Regions from separate parts of the Sus scrofa genome. Here region 1 is linked to region 2. A link is a contact called in public Hi-C data. All regions are on one chromosome and are shown on one strand. Each heading gives the region's core, a stretch centred on a gene start, on an enhancer-like site or on the middle of the called end of the contact. The rest is flanking DNA. Distances are from core to core; before and after follow the strand shown. Region 1 holds the start of AP1S1 (AP-1 complex subunit sigma-1A). Region 2 holds the start of GNB2 (guanine nucleotide-binding protein G(I)/G(S)/G(T) subunit beta-2).

Region 1 (2,700 bases), core at 84-2,583, 300 kb before region 2:
CCTATGCCCCAGGGTCTCCTTCATGTCAGCACATGATTCCACCCTCCTCTCTCCTCAGCCACCCAGGCATTTGGCCTCTGAGATTCCTCTTTTCTTCCTTTCAGGGTGCCACCTGCTACAACGCCCACACCTCCCCAGATACCAGGTGACCAATTTCCCTTCCAGTTCCTCAGTTTGGACACAGCCATTCAGAGTGGCTCCCCTAGGGAATGTTGTGGAACAAGTGCAAGAGGGTGGAGTGGGGAAGAGTGCAGAACCCTCGACCCCGTAAACCCCGCAAACCCCGCCGGCAGCTTCCCAGTTCCAGGGGTCTGGGTCACACCTGGAGTCATCTCCCTCACCCACTAGCTCTTGTCTCCGTGTACATTCCCAGGGCCGGAATCCTGGGGATGTGGAACAACACTAGCAGGCTAAAGATCAGAATTCAAGAGAACCGATTTTTTTTTTTTGCTGGCAGGGAAGGGGTAGCACTGCTAGCGTGGTGGGAGGGCCACGGAGGGGCTGAAGGGAGCCGTGCTCCGCTAAGATGGGGGGTGGGCCGGGCAGCAGGAAGACGGAAGGCCTGGGTTCCGGAAAGAGGATGAGGTGGGGGCGGAGAGGCCAGAGCACGCGAGCCGAGGAGCCAAAAGCTGGGTCCCCGAGAGCAAAACCTCGAGACCACTTGGCTTTCCCACCTCACTCCAGCCTCTAGGTGAGCAGGGCGGCAAACCGCGGCAGGACGTCCCCTCGTCACACCCGGAAACTATCCCCTCCCACACACACGGCCCTCCCCGCCGGCGGCCGCCGCTTCTCTGTGGGCTGCACGGGTACAGTCAGTCTGGGTGACCCGAGACCCCCCTCTGCCTTCCTCCTCCGACAGGCCCCGGTGCCGCTCTTCCTCAGGCGACTTCCCTGTGGCAGGGCTCGGGACCACTGGGTTCGCGACCCGCGCGTTCCCGCTCGCCCGGGCCAGTCCCGCCGCCCCCTAGTCACCCTCTCACCCCACAAATGTGCCCCCTCCCCGCCCCTTTGCCCTTAAGCCATTTCCAGCTGCTCTTCCTTTCGAGGCCGGCTGGCCCACCCGTCCGGATAAGTAAAGGCCTCTGAGGACCGGAGGGAAGGAAACGGCTCACACAGAGGGCGGCCCCCCAGGACCCCCGCAGGTGCAGCCCACGCCCCTCGGTTCCCCCTCCCCTCCCTCTTTGCACAGCCTACCATCCTGCAGCCTCCGGCCCTGCGCGTCCCTCTTCAGCCACCGTAGGCGCCAGCTCCACTCCCTTTCAGATCCCTTCGCCTCCTTCCCTCCCTCACGCTTGAAGCCCCGCCCCGTCCGCCCCGGCACGGAGAACCCATGCGATGCGTACTGCGCAGGCGCCAACGCTGCAGGGCGCGCAGGCGGGGCTGGGGGGCGGAGAAGCGGAAGCCATGGCAACCAGGTCCTCGACTTCAGCTTTGATTAGCTCTGTCGTCATGGTAACAAGGCTGTCTTGTGGGCTGGTTGGAGGACGGGGGAGGAGGACAATGAGGTCCTCGCGCTTTGGAACCTTGGGGGGAAAAGGCGGGAAAAGGGGTGAGAGATGGGTGAGATGACCGCTGGAGTTCATGAGGAAGTAGGGTGGTTTAATGGAAGGGGCGTGGGCGACTGAGAGGGAACAAGGTGGGAACTGTCTGTGGGGAAGGAAGAATGATGAGAAAGGCGAAGACAAAGGGTGGGGGGGGCAAGCTTGAGAAAAGTATGGAGCTCAAAATAGATATCTACTGAGAACCTGCTAGATGCAACACTCAAAGTAAGAGAGATTTGTAGGTAATGAGAGAGACCAGAAATAAAAGAAAAAGGAGGGGCTGATAGAAAACTGATGTAAGGAAGAGGGGGAGCATGAATTAAGGCAAAAGAGGAAGAAGTCGAGAAAATTTTAAAAGGTTAGCATAAATCAAAGCTAGGAAAGGGTCAGTTGTAACCCAGACACAAGTGTAAAGATGAGAATTGTCATACAAGCTTTTTGGCTGAGGATGTGCATGTTTGAGTGTGTATGCTTGTGTGTGTAAAGGAGTTTGCATATAAATAGGTAAGAAAATCTCAAACTTGCTGAAAAAATGGCATATTTCTAGATAATTCTTGGAAATTAATGGTGCTATTACTTATGAGCAGCACTTGAAGCAGTTGTTGGTAAGGTCCTACCTGTCTCCACTTTGTATTCTTTTTCCTTTACTCTTTGTTATGGAGGTAATATGCTTTAGTTGCCAGAGGGTGGGCCTAATTCACCTGGGATGCAATCTGGTCTCTGATTCTTATTTGATGTATAGTCTCAAGTGGGTCATTTGGGGGGGGGTACTGCTCTCACAGCATGCAGATGTGCCCAGGCCAGGTAATCCAACCCTCGCCACAGCAGAGATCCAAGCCACCAGATCCTTAACCCTCTAGGCCACCAGGGAACTCCTCAAGTGGATCATTTAACCCTCCTTTCCTCATTTTAAAAACGAAGATAGCATTACCTACCCTGCAAGTCTGATTTCAGGCTGTATATATCTGACACACTGTAAACACCTGATTTGGGTAGGGATTACGACTATTTGCTTTTTCCACCCTCTTCCTTCTACTATTTTTTCTTCCTTTCTTTTTCTTTTCCCTTTCTCCTCTGCCTGTATCATAGTCTTGCCAACGATGTCGGCTGAACTCTCTTGGTGTTATTTTTTAGGTCAAGAATTATATCAATAAAGCAA
Region 2 (2,700 bases), core at 40-2,539:
ACTCTGCCAACCCAGGCGTCCCCCACCCTGCTCCCACTTCCCCCAGGCCCTGGGCGTTTCTCTTCCCCGCTGACATTTCCCCTCGCTCTGTTCAGCTTTCTACGCCAGAGCCTGGGGACGCCCTTCCAAAGTGGGGGGCAGAGACCCCCATCCCATTTCCCCAGCTCGGGACAAAGCCCCTCAATTCCAGCTGCCGGCAGCCCAGGCCGGGCGGCAGCGCCAGACGCCCCAGGCAGAAGGAAGCAGGCCAGGAGGAAGCCGCTGGGGGCGGGGGCAACGCTCCCAGCCCTCAATCCCTATCACCCTTCCGAGCCCCCTCGGCAACCCCAGATTCTGGGCATACAGCAATTGGGGTCCCAAGGAGAAATGGGGGTGCCACCGCCTCCGCAAGGCTGACGGGGCGAAGGGGAGGCAAGGGACAAGCGAGGGTCCCCGGATCTGGCAGGGGAAGGCGCGGGCCGGTGTGGCTCTTCGAAACGCAGTGGGCCTGGCTCTCCGGCCCCCACGACCTCCATTTTGCCCAAAAGAAAGCTCGGTGGGGGGTAGGGGCGACTGGGAGCTAAGCGTGAGGTTAGGACTGCTAAAGGGAATGAGGTGCCGAGGTCTCTGGTCTAGGGGGTAATGGGTCCAGAAAAGAACCTAAATCGAGGGTGGAGACAAGGGAAGGGTGGCCTCGCGGCCTTGCCTGCTTCTCTGAGGATTCTGGACTTTTGCAAGGCGAATGCCAGCGGCGGTGCGAAATGGGAGGACACGAGGGGTGCTACCCCGGGGGAGCTAAGAGGGTGGCAGTGGTGGGGAAAGGGGGCGGGACAGGGCCTAGAGGAAGCCCCGAATTTAGCCCCCCAACTTCTCAGGGAGCAAGAGGCAGGTGGGGGTGAGATGAGGTCTAGAGTCAGGCAAAAGGCCCCTGATGCTGCAGGGAGCGCGTGCGTTATTGGGGGCGAGGGTCCCCCAGTTCCCCTTCCGGGTTTGGGAGCGACGGGGCCATAAGAAGGGAGGGGATGTCTGGGGAGTTACGTCCGCTCCCGAGAGGCCAGACCGGGTAGACAGACGGAAGAGAGGTTCCCCCACGGGAATTTGGGGCTGGGAAGGGGATGAGGACTCCTTTTACCAGCGGAGGTACCTGTGGCGGTGGGACTCTGCGAAGGGTCGCTAAAGGAGAGCGGGAGGTCCTGTCTTCCTCCGCGGCGGAGGCGGCAGCGGCGGCGACGCGGATGGATTTTCTCAGTCACCCCAACTCAACCGTCCAGCGCTGCTCTCCCCAGAGCGGAGGGATCCCGCCCGCCAGTGACGCGGCCGTCGCCGCCGCGCCCAGGGCCCGGCTGGACGAGACCAACTACTTATCGGGGGGAGGCCGGGGGAAAAATAGCACTTAGGGGGCAAATATTGACCCCATAACATCAAAGATATTACTCTACATTATTTCTACGCAAAATGGGCTCAGAAAAATACTTTGCTTCCCGAAAAGGCACAAAACATCCCCTCTGGGACTGACATAGGTGGTACCGGCATAGGGGAGGGTGAAACCGCTCGCTGGTCACGTGACCTGCCCTCCCGGATTGGGCGGCTCCAGACTGGGAAGGGGAGCTCGACGCCCCAGTTCTCGCCTTGGCTCCGCCCTTTGTCTGTGAGACCACGCCCCTCCACAGGGGACAGGGTTGAGAGAGATCAGTGTTGATCACTGCTGGAGAGGCCAGCCGGCCTCAACGCGTAGCGAGGAGGAGCAGTGTTTCCGAAGGTGCCCGGGCGGGAAGCCATGGGGACCTGGGCGGCCCCTGGGAACTCAGGTATGCTGTGAGAACGGGTCTGCCCAGGCAGTGCCCCCGCGTTGCCCAGTGGCTTTTGCGGAACTCTTTATGTGGCGGCATGACACTCTAATAGCAACTCGTTTATTGAGCTTCATACTTATTTACTCCTCACAGTGCTATGAAGTTGAGTACTGGCTTTGTCCCCATTTTACAGTAGTGGAAACAGAGTCCTAGGGCTGCAGAGTTGGAATATGAACCAAGGCTGCTTTATCGACCTTATTGTGTGTATTAATATCTAGCCTCTTGATGAACCTCGCTCTGGACCATCTCCGCGAAGGGATGAGAATGTAAGTATAGGCCTCGGTTTCCACATCTATAAAATGAGAGTGTTGATAGCTACCTGCCCTGCAAGTCACCTTGGATTATTTTAAGATCCTGCGGATTGTGAAAATGTTTTGGAAAGTTCAAATCAATGAGTAACCTTCATTGAGTCCTCATGCGATTTAAAAGTATTAAAACATACACTTTTCATTTAGCCTCAGTTGAAGGCATTAAAAACAGTTTCCAAAGCACCAATTTTTAAAGAGAATAAGAAAAGTCACATTCTTAGTTAAGCACAAATTCCATTTATGGAGCACTCACCAATTCGATCATATATTAGCAGTAGGTAATAGGTGTCAATGAGAATTTGGAAGGGAGGGAGTTCCCATTGTGACTCAGCAGGTAATGACCCCAACTAGTATCCAGTATCCAACTAGTATCCAGTATCCAACTAGTGGCTTAAGGATCTGGCATTGCGGTGACCTATGGTGCAGTTTGCAGCCTGGTTTTGGATCCTGCATTCCTTTTTTTGTTGTTGTTTTTTGTTTTGTCTTTTTGCTATTTCTTGGGCCGTTCCCACGGCATATGGAGGTTCCCAGGCTAGGGGTCGAATCGGAGCCATAGTCACCGG

Evidence for each region. A called contact is a pair of places that touch in the nucleus more often than the background predicts.
Region 1: a contact with region 2 is called in a Hi-C map of liver, with 2.3 times the contacts expected there. The contact joins the promoter of AP1S1 here to the promoter of GNB2 in region 2. A contact is called at or near these places in 2 of 47 Hi-C or Micro-C datasets (embryonic fibroblasts and liver).

The regions. Positions count from the first base shown.
Region 1 is chr3:8,879,626-8,882,325 of Sscrofa11.1, reverse strand. AP1S1 (AP-1 complex subunit sigma-1A) reads right to left here and starts at 1,333. Exons shown (of 5, transcript XM_021086258.1): 1 at 1,195-1,333. The coding sequence starts at 1,197. It overlaps LOC110259888 (a long non-coding RNA gene), which reads left to right and starts at 562. Exons shown (of 4, transcript XR_002342304.1): 1 at 562-691.
Region 2 is chr3:8,577,626-8,580,325 of Sscrofa11.1, reverse strand. GNB2 (guanine nucleotide-binding protein G(I)/G(S)/G(T) subunit beta-2) reads right to left here and starts at 1,289. Exons shown (of 10, transcript XM_003480989.3): 1 at 1,124-1,289.